Regions from separate parts of the Mus musculus genome. Here regions 2 and 3 are each linked to region 1. A link is a contact called in public HiChIP or PLAC-seq data. All regions are on one chromosome and are shown on one strand. The core of a region is the stretch at or near the end of the contact, and the rest is flanking DNA. Distances in the headings are between cores, read along the strand shown. Region 1 holds the start of Gkn1 (gastrokine 1). Region 2 overlaps Antxr1 (anthrax toxin receptor 1). Region 3 overlaps Antxr1 (anthrax toxin receptor 1).

The links. HiChIP or PLAC-seq counts read pairs in DNA pulled down with a chosen protein or histone mark.
Region 2: an HNF4G HiChIP or PLAC-seq map of pancreatic cancer cells shows a contact between it and region 1. The contact joins the enhancer-like site here to the promoter of Gkn1 in region 1. A contact is called at or near these places in 6 of 39 promoter capture datasets (3T3-L1-derived adipocytes, the HPC-7 cell line, HPC-7-derived erythroid cells and 3 more), 1 of 115 datasets of contacts at active chromatin or transcription factors (pancreatic cancer cells) and 2 of 9 other capture datasets (embryonic stem cells and liver).
Region 3: a FOXA1 HiChIP or PLAC-seq map of pancreatic cancer cells shows a contact between it and region 1. The contact joins the enhancer-like site here to the promoter of Gkn1 in region 1. A contact is called at or near these places in 7 of 39 promoter capture datasets (HPC-7-derived erythroid cells, embryonic stem cells, liver and 2 more), 2 of 115 datasets of contacts at active chromatin or transcription factors (embryonic stem cells and pancreatic cancer cells) and 1 of 9 other capture datasets (adipose tissue).

Annotation. Positions count from the first base shown.
Region 1 is chr6:87,348,813-87,353,171 of GRCm38.p6, reverse strand. It overlaps Gkn1 (gastrokine 1), which reads left to right and starts at 2,257. Exons shown (of 6, transcript NM_025466.1): 1 at 2,257-2,311; 2 at 3,888-3,938; 3 at 4,029-4,169. The coding sequence starts at 2,300.
Region 2 is chr6:87,181,375-87,185,733 of GRCm38.p6, reverse strand. All of the region lies in intron 16 of Antxr1 (anthrax toxin receptor 1), which reads left to right. Among named protein-coding and RNA genes, the nearest start is that of Gm38851, 40 kb to the left of the region's middle. Within about 2 kb of position 2,308, at least 109 of the 459 cell types and tissues checked have an H3K27ac peak or open chromatin away from gene starts, as enhancers often do. A contact at or near this core is called in pancreatic cancer cells, where this site is marked.
Region 3 is chr6:87,217,313-87,221,671 of GRCm38.p6, reverse strand. Antxr1 (anthrax toxin receptor 1) reads left to right here. Exons shown (of 18, transcript NM_054041.2): 13 at 4,303-4,359. Among named protein-coding and RNA genes, the nearest start is that of Gm38851, 3.6 kb to the left of the region's middle. Within about 2 kb of position 1,846, at least 57 of the 459 cell types and tissues checked have an H3K27ac peak or open chromatin away from gene starts, as enhancers often do. A contact at or near this core is called in pancreatic cancer cells, where this site is marked.

The sequences.
Region 1 (4,359 bases), core at 1,008-3,507:
AAAAGAGAAATCCTGAACAATATCTTCTGTCTGTCTGTCTGTCTGTCTGTCTGCCTGTTGTCTATCAATCTATCATCTATCATGAGCATCAACCACATCAGCATTTCACAGATCCACATGTCACCTTGAGTTCTTAGTAAGGTATGACACACAGAATGTGTGCTGGGAATTGGACAGGTGCCCCCAATTACCATTAGAGGCCAAGTCTAAAAGCAGGGCTGTCACACCCACTCTGACCTCTACAGTGCTATCTAATTATGGTCTCTGAAACATGGGAAGACCTCTCCACGGCTTGCTGCCACCAGGGTTCTTGACTTTATACAGTTAAAGAATGAACTTGAAATCTTTTGAGGATGAATTCAAACAGCAGGCCATCTTTCACCAGCACTATCCGAATCTAGCCATACCAGCATTCTAGAAGAGATGCAGGCAGTGAGCTAAGCATCAGACCCCTGCAGCCCTGTAAGCTCCAGACCATGGAGAAGAGGAAGGTTGTGGGTTCAAGGAGCTTTTCAGAGTGGAAATCTGTGGATCAGTGATTTATAAAACACAGTTTCCCCCTTTATTAGATTTGAACCACCAGCTTCAGTTGTAGAAGAGAACAGGTTAAAAAATAATAAGTGTCAGTCAGTTCTCCTTCAAAACTATTTTAAACGTTTACTTATTTTGCCAAGTGACAGTCTCTGCTTCCTCTCCTAGGAGAAGTCTTCCCTTATTTTAATATAATATTTGAAAGTTTTCATTATCTAGAGCAGTGGTTCTCATCCTGTGGGCCATGAGCCCTTTGGGGGGGTTGAACGACCCTTTCACAGGGGTCACATATCAGATATCCTGCATCTTAGCTATTTACATTATGATTCATAACAGTAGCAAAATTAGTTAGGAAGTAGGAACAAAATAACGTTATGGTTGTGGTCACCACTATGTTAGAGGGTCGCAGCATTCAGGAGGGTTGAGAACTGTTGTTCTAGAGGCAAATAAGAAGACAGAGTTCCTTGATAGGGCCCAGAGGCAGTGAAAGAAGTTTCCACGTAGAAAGTGAAGAAGGTCTGGTGTCCGAAGCAGTGAGGAACTTAAAAAAAGAAAACCAAAAACATTGCCAACTAACAGTCCAGGAGAAGAGCGGGGCATGAAAGGCTGAGTTCCCATGGGATGCCTTGAATGGAATCAGAGTGTGGGAAAATTGGTGTGGCTGGAAGGCAGGTGCCGGGCATCTCAGACGCTGGTAGCTGGGGAAACAGGAAACCCCTTTAGGATCCCAAGATGCCATTCCAATGAGCTTGAGATTTTTCTCATGGACTGCCAGTGAATGTTTCTACGCTCCGGAAATTAATGTTTACTTATTTTCCATATTCTAGGGGAGAACCCTGGGAAAAATGGAGGACATTCATTGAAATATCTGAGTCCTGGGATAAGGCAGGCTTGGTCCTACAACTCTGGTAAAAGTCCATCAGGAAGTGCCTTGACCAAGGCTGGAGTGGAGAGCTGTTGGTGAGATGTAAGGGCAAGGTTTAGTTGCTAGATATGTAGATGGCAAGATGGTGCTGCCAACAGCCCCCAGAGCTCTAACCCACTGAGAAACCCAGGAATGAATGATGGGAGATGGCTTTGGTGCCAGCTGCTAGTGACATGGCTGGAAAGCTGCACTGGCTTCGAGGCCAGACAATTCCTCAAGGAAACATCTGGCCAGGGTGCAAGGGCCAGTTTCCTTCCTTGGAGTTCCTTTCACAGCTAAGAACATCATCCCCCAACCACTGGTTTTGTTAAAAAGTTTTCAGTATGACTTGAGCATGGTCAAGAAGCATAGAGAGGGGGAAATAAGGGTGGAAGGAGCTGGAGAAAGCTTACAATAGGACTGGGTAAAGGGAAGGAGAAGAAACCATTCCCGCATTCCCATAGGAGCCAGTACCAGGAAGGGCAGGTGTACACACAGATCTCATCTAAGGCCATGTTTGGTTTAGGGATTACTCTTCTCCTGAATCTGAGCAGCAGCAATACGTAAAATACCCACACCCATGGCTTCCATATTCCAGAACTTATCACAAACCGTGTAGAGTTTACTGAGATACCTTCGTCAGAGGATGAGTCAGAGGCCTCCTGCCTAAGGGCCCTACTGAGCAGGCAGCTAAAGGCTTCCGGGCCTCTGCAGCTCCACAGATACAGGAGAGGGAAGCAGATAAGCCGTGGACTCCACCTGAGCACACCTAGCTTGAGCAAAGCTGGTCAGGTACAAATAGCAGAGGGCTGAATGTCTGTGAGCACGCCGCCTGATCCTCTGCTCCACCACACTCCTGCCGCCATGAAGCTCACAGTAAGTCAGATCTTCCTTTTCAATGCAGCACCATACAACATTAATAGTCAGGGGTGAGGGGGTCTGACTCTTACGGCACTGTTACCATAGTGGAAATATTCTCCTTCCTTTTCATGGAATCATGGTGTTTACAAGCATGTCCATAGAGAAGAAGAATTGCCCCGGAAGAGCCTGTCACAGGCTGAATACTGTAGAATTGTCTTTCACACCATCTGTTCCAAGGTTCTACTTAAGACGAGCAGTCTCTGGGCTCCAGAAAGAGTCTTTCTTAGCCTTGATCTCTTTCTTATTTCTGATTTCTCCTTTCTTATCCATGATTTCCACTTTTACCAGTTCTGGGCATGTTCCGGTCAGACTGGAAGATCACTGTTGTCAAAACTAGTCTTCAACACTCTTGGCTGTTAACATGAAAACAACGGTCCTTGGGCCCTGTGCAAGCATTTCTTGGAGAAAGTCTCTGGGGATGAAGCTATCTCAGTTTCCCCACTGAAGTCCTAGGATACAGAGGCTCAAACAGAGTGCACATATTCAATTTCAGCATACTCTATTGGCGCTGCTTTATGAATCATATGAATTTATGGAATTGGAAATGTAAACTATGACCAAGAAGCGTCCACCTCAGAACAGGTTGGGTGGGGAACTCCAAGCACAGGCCAGAGGGCTGCGTTTCTCTTCTAGTTCTGTCTAGAGGAGTGATTCTCGACCTTCCTAATGCTGTGACCCTTTAATACAGTTCCTCACGTTGTCGTGACTCCCAGCCATAAAATTACTTTCATTGCTACTGCATAACTGTAATTTTGCTACCATTATGAGTTGTAATGTAAATATCTGATATGCAAGATACCAGATAACCTAAGAAACGGTTGTTTGACCTTTAAAGGGGTCACAACCCACAGGTGGAGAACTACTGGTCTAGGGTCCTTTACAGTCCTTTAGCTGCCTCATTTACAGGAGATAACATCATGCTCAAAAACTCCCTCCACATTTGGCTTTTTGGGTTGTTTTGTTTTGTTTTTCAAGACAGGGTTTCTCTGTGTAGCCCTGGCTGTCCTGGAACTCACTTTGTAGACCAGGCTGGCCTCGAACTCAGAAATCCGCCTGCTTCTGCCTCCTGAGCGCTGGGATTAAAGGCGTGCGCCACCATGTCTGGCTCACATCTGGCTTTTTAAGAGACCGATTTTAACTCTCTTGCATTGAAAATAAATATAGTAGAAATGCTTAACCTACTAAGACAATAAAAACAGGATTCCTTCTGCTAGGAAGAACACGTTCCAGACTAAGGAAAAAAACCTTTTCAGGGCTTTCATTACACTGTGCCATGCACTAATTTTATGTTTTCTTCATCAGTTTTCAGTGTCTGAAATTCAGTGTCAAAATTCTAAGACTACATATGAATATCATTACAGTAACTCAGCAATTCTATGTTACCAGTAAGTTTTTCTGTAGTTTAAAAAAAAGGTGGAAGAAGAAAGCACAGATGGTTTAGCACATGGGTAAAATCAGTAACTATTTCTGATGAGCTTGGTGAAGATGCTGTAAACCATGCGACCACCAGTCCTGTTCTCTGTGCTTTCAGATGTTCGTCGTGGGTCTGCTTGGCCTCCTTGCAGCTCCTGGTTTTGCTTACGTAAGTCTCATTTTTCTGAAGTTCATTGTCAAAACTGCATTTACAGTGAAATGTGATCTTAAGTCACCCTCTGCTTCTTATGAACATTAGACGGTCAACATCAATGGTAATGATGGCAATGTAGACGGAAGTGGACAGCAGTCGGTGAGCATCAATGGTGTGCACAACGTGGCCAATATCGACAACAATAACGGCTGGGACTCCTGGAATAGCCTCTGGGACTATGAAAACGTATGTAATGGACACACAGGGTAAAGATATGGTGTAGCCACCACCCATTAAAATTTCTGAGGTGAATTCTAGCTGTTCATGAACATTAAAAGCTACTAGTAAAAGTGCCCATTCCACTCAAAACAATTTTACTTTTTTGCATATAATTATTGCTAATAAGTATTACACAATAGGTCGAAATTCAAAGGGA
Region 2 (4,359 bases), core at 1,059-3,558, 170 kb after region 1:
AAACCTGTTAGACCACACAATGGCACGCTCTGTCCAGGAAGAGGCCATTTGATGACATGGTTCATGAAGTGGGGGCAGAAGTGCAGAAAGGACCTGAGAAATCCCGAGAAAGAGCAGATGTTCCACCAGCAGCAGTCCAGCTCTCATGTGTTTAAAACCCACATTTCATGCTGAGCCTTTTCTACTTAAGAGGCCTGTGGGCATTAAAGGGACCTCATAAAATACTAAGTCTCACACGGCACCCTCTCTTGGTGTTGATCACAGTTCTGCACCCACACAGGAGGCACACTGCAAATGGTGAGGCTAACAGAAAGTGAGCTAGGCTCAGAGGCCCCCCCAGTTGCCACCAGGTAATAGCAATAAGAGGAGCTGTGGTAAGGGGCAGAGATTAGCATCCTTCATCGACCTCACCAGCTGTTTCCTCATGACCCAGGGACAAAAGATGACTCTGACGTTTGTTTTACTTTTTAATGTTATAAGATATATTTTGGTCATAATTCTTTCTCTTTCCTCTACCCAACTTCTCTCTCTCTCTCTCTCTCTCTCTCTCTCAATAAGAACAAACAACAAGACAAAAAAATTACCCAAACAAAACAAAAACACACCAATAATCGTGCAGTGTGTTTTGTGCTGGCTAACTACTCCTGGACCTTGGCCTGCCTTGGAGTGTGACTGACAGATCCTGAGGTACTCCATTGGAGACATTTTCTGGCTTCCCCTCTCCCGACATGTATCAGTTACAAATAGCCCCTTGTTTAGGGACTTAGCCCACTGCCCCTTCTCCATGATGGGATGTTATCTGCCTTAGACTTGTGCAGGTCCTGGTATGCTGTCACAAGTTCTGTGAGTTCATGGCTATCAGCCCTGTTGTGTCTGGCACACATATGAGTTCGCAGAGACTGTGGCTTTGACATTCTTAACTGGTTATATATGTTTTTACATACCCTCCTTAGTTTTGCCTCCTACAGAGGCCTCTAGTCTTTGTTCTTTGGCCCCTTCTAAAAGGTGTATGTAGACCTAAGTCCCCCACAGCACCCTCTCTTGGTGTCTGTCACAGTTCTGCACTAACTCAGGAGGGACACTACAAATGATAAGATTAACAAATGGTGAGCTAGGCTGAGAGGCCCCTGGGTGAGGCCGCCTGATTAGGAATACAGTCACCACAGGGAGCCAGGGAAGTTGAAAGGGGACAGAAAGGACAAATGCCACCATTCACCCTCACCTCACTCTCAGGTCCTAGTTCCCCATGATCCATGGGAAGCTAGTGGTACAGAGACAGTATGCAAAGAAGTGCAGACAGTCGGTGAGGACAGGCGGCTCCTGAAAATGGTCAGTCTGTGCTGTGTCCACCTTCCCGTCCCACTGTGAACAGGGAGAACCCCACACCTAAACAGTCAGCAGAACCCGGGACCATGTCGAGCTCTCCAGCAAAAGTGGCTGGAATCAGATACATAGTGCAATGGGTACCCACCACCTTCCTTCTTTCCCGAGAGCTGAGAAGCAGGTGGGCGCGCTTGATAAGCAGTCCAGCAGGAGCTGAGGGGAAAGGATTACAGTGGGCTCCTCCTCCTGTCCCTGCATCCATCGTACCCCATGCTATATTAGGACACTGACCGCAACAACCACACTCCCCCCCATCCTCGCTCCAGGCTCATGATGGGGGAATTTCCCCTGGTATTTAGTTTCGTTTTCCTCTGCTTGGTTTTTGCTTCCCCGATTTACAGCACCCCATGCTTCTCATTAAACAGAACTGGCCATTGCAGACAAGTTAAGTCATGCCCAAATACATGGCCACCAGCTGGATTAAAACTAGGACTGATTGCAGACTTCGGAGAAATTACCCATCCCTTTTCCCAGTAGCTTCTGCACATGTCAGGGAGTGAGAGAAATGGCAGCTAAAGGGCCAAGCCAGGACCTGGCTTGAAATATAGACAGGCTGCTCCCTGCAAATGGCAGACTGTGAGCAACGGGGTTGTGGATTAAACTACCATGGATTTCCAGCTTTCTGTCCAGAACAGTGCTATAAATGGAGCTATCTTCAAGTTTCCATCTCAGAGCTGAATCCACGAGCTAGGATAGATAGTCCCAAAGAGCCCCCAAATGGGAAAAGAGACACAGCCGTGCTCGAGGGTGCTTTGTGTGGCGATCCGCTAGGCCTCACCATTATACAGGTGAAGCCGCATAAACCTTCACCTCTCTCCGTGCACTTAAGTTATGGCCTGAAGCAGAGAGAGGTACGGTGTGGGAGCCTGGCGCTGGTAAATCTCCCATTTTATAGTCAAGCTGTGTCAACTTCATATGGAAGAAGCTATTTTTAAATGCCAGCTAACACACCCTGGCTGGGACGCTGGGGTTTGTGGTGGAATCTTCGTCATAGCTTCACAGAAGCAGCTGGCATTTTGCCTGGGGAATGAAGGAAGACCAGAGTCTAAAGTACATGTTGTATGCGGGCTGTGCCTGATGGATACCCTAATGTGACAGGGACAGTGCCCCTGCACACACACACACACACACACACACACACACACACACACACACACACGGCCTTAGGGAACAAGAGGAAAGCTTTAAGTGACAGGTTTCTGGGCTCTGAGAAGATTTGTTAGGAACTTAGCTGACCGTAAAGGGTTTTGGCTTTGGTTTTCACTTAACTGTTAAAATATATTATTGAGTGTGAGGGCAAGCACAATAGGGAGAGGGACACATGCTACAGCTTATGTGTGGAGGTCAGGACAGCTCTGTGGCCGATTCTCTCCCTCCTCCTTTTTGTCGGTTCTCGGGCTCAAACTCAAGTCACCAGTTTGCATGGCCAGCTGAGTCATTCCACTGGCCCCGGAGCTAACGTTTGTCCTTAGCCAGTTGTGACCACTCTCTTCCCTAATGCTTCCTTCAACTCCCACCTTGGAAGCTGCCTGATGCAGGCTCAGGAGGAGGCAAAGGCAGTTACCCACATTGCTTGTGCCACAAATGGAGGGCTCACCTGAGAGACAGTCAGAATTCAGGACGCTGCAGAGAAAATGGAGTAAGGTGGTCTTGCCTTGTCCAGAAAAGCTAGAGACAGCAGCTCACCTGGGCAAAGCACTTCACACAGGTCAGGTTGGGTTCCAAGAACAACCTTGAAAAGTAGAATTCCCCCAATACACACACACACACACGCACACACATACCCCAACAAATATACACACAAACACAACCACCCATACACACCAACACACACACACACACCAACACACACTTGTACATACTTATACACCCTACACACACACACACCCCAACAAATATACACACAAACACAACCACCCATACACACACCCCAACACACACTCGCACATACTACCACCTCACTTATACACCCTACACACACACATACCCCAACAAATATACACACAAACACAACCACCCATACACACACCCCAATACACACACACCCCAACACACACTCGCACATACTACCACCTCACTTACACACCCTACACACACACACACACACACCACTTACAACCAGAAAACCAGGCACCAAGGGATAGAGGATTTGCTTGAGTGCACACTGCTGGTAAGACGGCCTGAGATTTATTTTCTTAGCCATTATGTATCCATACATAGGAATGGCTCTTACTTCTAAGACTAAGTGACAGGAGACAAGAGCCAGGGCTTTGGAAATAGTGGAATGGAAAGAAATGTCAGGTGAGCTGGGACCTAAGACCACTCCCAAAACATGGCTGAAGCTGGACATGACGCAGCATGGAGAGAGGGTGACCCTCTGGTGTGTGGCTTACACCTCTATGAACAGAGTGTGAGGAAGGGTACATGTGGGTAAAAGAGAGCTCATTTTGGTTTACCATGCTTGCTCTTAGCTCCTGTTATGTCAACACCATAATTAAAAACTGGAAGGTTATGCCATGCCCTGGTCTGGACCTAAAGAGGTCACGCCATGCCTGGATCTGGCTGTCAAGAGAGGCCCAAGATGAAGCCAGATGCGTGAATCTTAAGACTACATGGGGAGTCGGGCCAGGCGCTACACAGATGAGGCCAATGTAGCTCTGTGCCCAAATCAAGCACAGGCAGAGGGGAAGGGGCAAAGAAGCAGAGAGGGAGGAGGAGACGGACCAACCCTAAGAGGCAAGGCCAAGGGGAAGACTCCCTGAAGGGAGAGCCCAGTGCATCTCAGAATATGGAGGTGCTTGACCATCAAGATGTCCTGTGTGGCTCTAAGGAAGATCCATTCTGAGGGAATGGCAGGGTCCAGAGCACAGCTTGTGTGTGAGGAAGAAGAATGTAATTTTGGCTTGGGAAGGAGGTAGTGGAAGAACACGTGCTTGTGGATGGCCATACATTGGAGACACTGCCTCACACTCTCCC
Region 3 (4,359 bases), core at 597-3,096, 130 kb after region 1:
AAAGAACCTGACAGACTGGGACCCATAGCCTGCCCTTTTGTCTCTGATCCCTAAACTTCTCCCTATGCCCTGTGACTCTACAGTATATACAATGTCAATTTCCCAGGAAACAAATTTGACCACAAGGTCACAGAAACTCCAAGTTAAAGCTACCCAGAGTTCTCCTGTGTTCTGTGTGGACAGAAGCCACAGTCCTTCATTTGCCCTGAGTGCCTCTCACAGGCAATTCAGCTGCCTTCCACTCGACTCCACACACGCTGAGTTTCCCCTATGTGGATCCCACTCGCACCTTCACAAGTCAAACTTTGTGCTTGCCTCTGAGTAGGAGACCCCATCTCTCCTTGCCCCTGCAGGTTAGGGTTTCTACTGCTGCGATGAAACAGGCAAGTTGGGGAGGAAAGGGTTTATTCAGCTTAGATGTCCACAGCATTGTTCATCATTAAAGGAAGCCAGGACAGGAACTCAAACAGGGCAGGAACCTGGAGGCAGGAGCCATGGAGGAGTGCTGCTTACTGGCTTGTTCCCTATGGCTTACTTAGTCTGCTTTCTTATAGAACCCAAGACCACCAGCCCAGGGATGGCACCACCCACCATGGGTTGGGCCCTCCCCTGTTGATCACTAATTGAAAAAATGCCTACAGCCAGATCTCATGAAGGCATTTCCTCAACTGAGGCTCCTTTCTCTCAGTTGACTCTAGCTTGTGTCAAGTTGACACACAAAACCAGTCAGGACACTGCCTACCCAAGAGTCACCTCTAGTGTGAAGTGCTGGTTCCGTGGCCCTGTTCTCCAGCCCAGGTTAGCTTGCTAAGTGCTAGAGCCTGCTGCTTTTACGTGGGGGCCAGGTTGCCCTCATCTGAACTCTGGCTTCTCTAGCACTCATGAGGCTGAGGTGCAGAGATCAGAAGCCTAGGCCAGCCTGAGCTACAGAGAAACTCTGAGACTGTGTGTAAAAACAAAACAAAACAACAACAACAACAAAAGCAAACAAGAACCGTAGCCTTCTCTGTAAGACTTCCCAGTTTCTCTGGATCTTCTTAGATCATATTTAGCTATAAGGTGGGAGAAATAAGAAAATAGGGTTTAGAGTTCATTAAATTATCAATAGGAATGAAATGTGCTAGCCTAGAACACAGAAAGAATAAAGATAATCCCTGTACATAAGTGTCCAGTAAACATTAGCTATATTAGTAGTTAATGTTCTTATCATTGTTATCATCTTCTTTCCATCAGCATATAAGTAAGATCTTTAGGAGAAATGTGTTTTGTTCCTTGCTGGGTATGCAGCCATGGAGTAACCCATGCCTCCTGCTCTGTTTAGATTCCCCACCACAGACTGAACACTTTGAGCCGGTCTAGTTGGTCCTGTGTCCCTGAGCTGCCCACTAAACACAGAGTACAGACACAATAGACACTTGCAGGGCGTGACAGTTCTTGCTCTAAGTTTCTAGAAAACAGAGTTCAGACTTCTATATTTGACAGCGACATTTACAGATGTGACATTGATAACTTCAGGAAGCACATGGGCCCTAGGTAGCAGCTTTCTCTAAGGGACGAGACCATTTTTAAGCAGCCCTTGGGGAGGGCTCCTTGCTTATCCCCCTCACTACATCGACGGGGACTTTTGACTCCTAAGGGGCTGCCGCAGAGCCGGCCATCACTCTCCATCCCTGGTGTCTTCCTTAGGAGTTGTCCGCCCTCCCCACCCCTACCCCCCTGCCACCATGAGCCAGTCCTTCACCCTTGCTGCCCACAGAAACTGCCCCATCTCCCACAGGAATGTAGAGCTGTGCTGCATAGTGTCTCAGCCTTTATGGAAGGCTGCAGTTTTATAAGCCTCTTGGTGACCAAACCACTTATTACTCCAAGTGCAGACAGGTTTACGACCTGAAATGTTCACCGTGCTGGTTGCTATGGGGAAACAGAGGAAAATTCCAGCTCAGTCTGAAGTGATCACTTGTATGGGATGGCTTGGTCCTCTCCTCTCACTCCCGTCCAGTGCTCCTTCTCTCATTGGTTGATACGGAGGCAGCAGCTTTCTTCCCTCTCTCAGTTGCCTAGAATACAGAGACAGACAGGACACAAGACTGGCCCCTAACTAGCATGTGATTTCTTGCCGACACCACTAACTGCATGCTCTGTTCCAGACTTCTGTATGCATGCCTTAGCCCAACGGTCCCTCCTACCATGGCCTTGTCTATGGAGGACCCTCACTTTCCCCTACCCCACACTCTGACTGCCCAGCCCTGCACCTGAGCCTGAGGCCTGGCTCCCTTGAGGGGCAATCCCACATTCCCAAACCTTGGCTTTTTGGCTGGAGTCAAGGGTGTTTAGTTCCCTGGCTTTTTGGTCAAAGACATTCCAGAGAGTTCCAGGGAATGAGAGTCGCCTTTAAACCTCGTCCAGAGCCTTATTGAGCTCTCAAAGTAGGAGTGACTCATATCCTGGCTCTGCCACTAACTTGTGGGGTCGCCCTGGACAGGTCACCCAGCCTCCCTCTTGTGTAGATGTGGGAGAAGGACAGCGCTGAGAGCCTGATAGAGACCTGTGCATGCTCTTCCCTAAGGAGCACGGTGGCATACCGCTGGGTTGCAAGCCTCCCTCCTCCTGAGCCCACTTGTGGATCCCACAGATCACTCACTGCACAAGCTTCCCTATGCTCACACTCGGACGTCTGAGAGGAGACCCCCATGAATATTCTAAAGAAGCCACTTGGGATATTTCTCATTATGAAAACTTTTTAAAGGAAAGAGATACGGATTTTTTTAAAAGAAGTAAACTGGCCTGCCAGTGACGGTTCTTTAACATCTCAGTACCTATAAATGAACTGTCAGTGAAAATGCCAGTGTGGGCAGACACCTGTAATCCTGCCACTCTAGCACTTGGGAGCAGGGGGGTGAGGGAGAGAGGATAAAAGGATTGGGATTTCAAGACCAGCCTCAGTCCAATAGTGAGTTCAAAGCCAGCCTGAGATACATGAAATCCTATCTCAAAACAATCAAAAGCTATTGGTGAGATTGTTAGTAAGCATCAAAGACACTCTTTCTGCCCCTTACTCTTGTTTTGTTTTGTTTTGTTTTTAGGAATGATTAGAAAACCTTCATTTCCTGTAAAAACTATATTACCTCTCTTTTTGTAGTATCTTAAGTTTTTTTTACATTTTTTATTAGATATTTTCTTTATTTACATTTCAAATGTTATCCCCTTTCCTAGTTTCCCCTCTGAAAGCCCCCTATCCCCTCCCCCCTCCCCCTACTCACCAACCCACCCACTCCTGCTTCCTGGCTCTGGCATTCCCCTACACTGGGACATAGAGTCTTCACAGGACCAAGGACAACTCTTCCCATTGATGACCAACTAGGCCATCCTCTGCAACATATGCAGCTGGAGACATGAGTCCCACCATATGTACTTTTTGGTTGGTGGTTTAGTCCCAGGGAGCTCTGGGGGTACTGGATAGTTCATATTGTTGTTTCTCTTATGGGGCTACAAACCCCTTCAGCTCCTTGGGTCATTTCTCTAGCTCCTTCATTGGGAACCTTGTGCTCAGTCCAATGGATGGCTGTGAGCATCCACTTCTGTATTTGTCAGGCACTGACAAACCCTCTCAGGAGACAGCCATTTCAGTCTCCTTTCAGCAAGCCCTTGTTGGCATCCACAACAGGGTCTGGGTTTGGTGGTTGTTTATGGGATGGATCCCCAGGTGCCGCCCCTTACTCTTGACTCAGGTGTACCGAAATCTCTTTATCCCAGAAATTATTTCTCTTTAAATGTTATTTGACAGTACATTCCAGCATAGTAGCTGATGGCTTGGTAATTATACATTAAGAATTTGTGCAGTTGTCTTTTTTAATTGTATTATTATCTAAGAAAATGTTCCTGGTTGTTTTCTTAGGCCAAAGGTGGGACTACCAATTCCACTCAGGTGGCTTGTGATGAGCACAGCGTATCTTATGGCCCCGGAACACTGTGGCACTTATGTGGCTGGTGGGGAAGGACTTAGACTCCTGGTCCCAGGTGCTTCCATAACCAGCAGCCTCAGAACACAGACAGCTGGTGTCAAGTTGGACTTAGTTTACTGTAACCTAACAGGCATGTCACCATGAAATATCAAGCCTATCTCTCTGAAAATCAGCTAAAGAGAGTGTGTTGTGTGGCCTTGAGTGATGGGCAGAGTCTGACTCTTGGTGTACAATGTGCTGTGCTCTTATTGAGGCCTCAAATCTTCCATCACTGGGTGGAGGGTGAAAGGGAAGACCCCAAGTGTTCCACCTCACTGACCACCCTCTGCTCATCCCATAGTCAGACGGCTCCATCCTGGCGATTGCTCTGCTGGTCCTCTTCCTGCTGCTGGCCCTG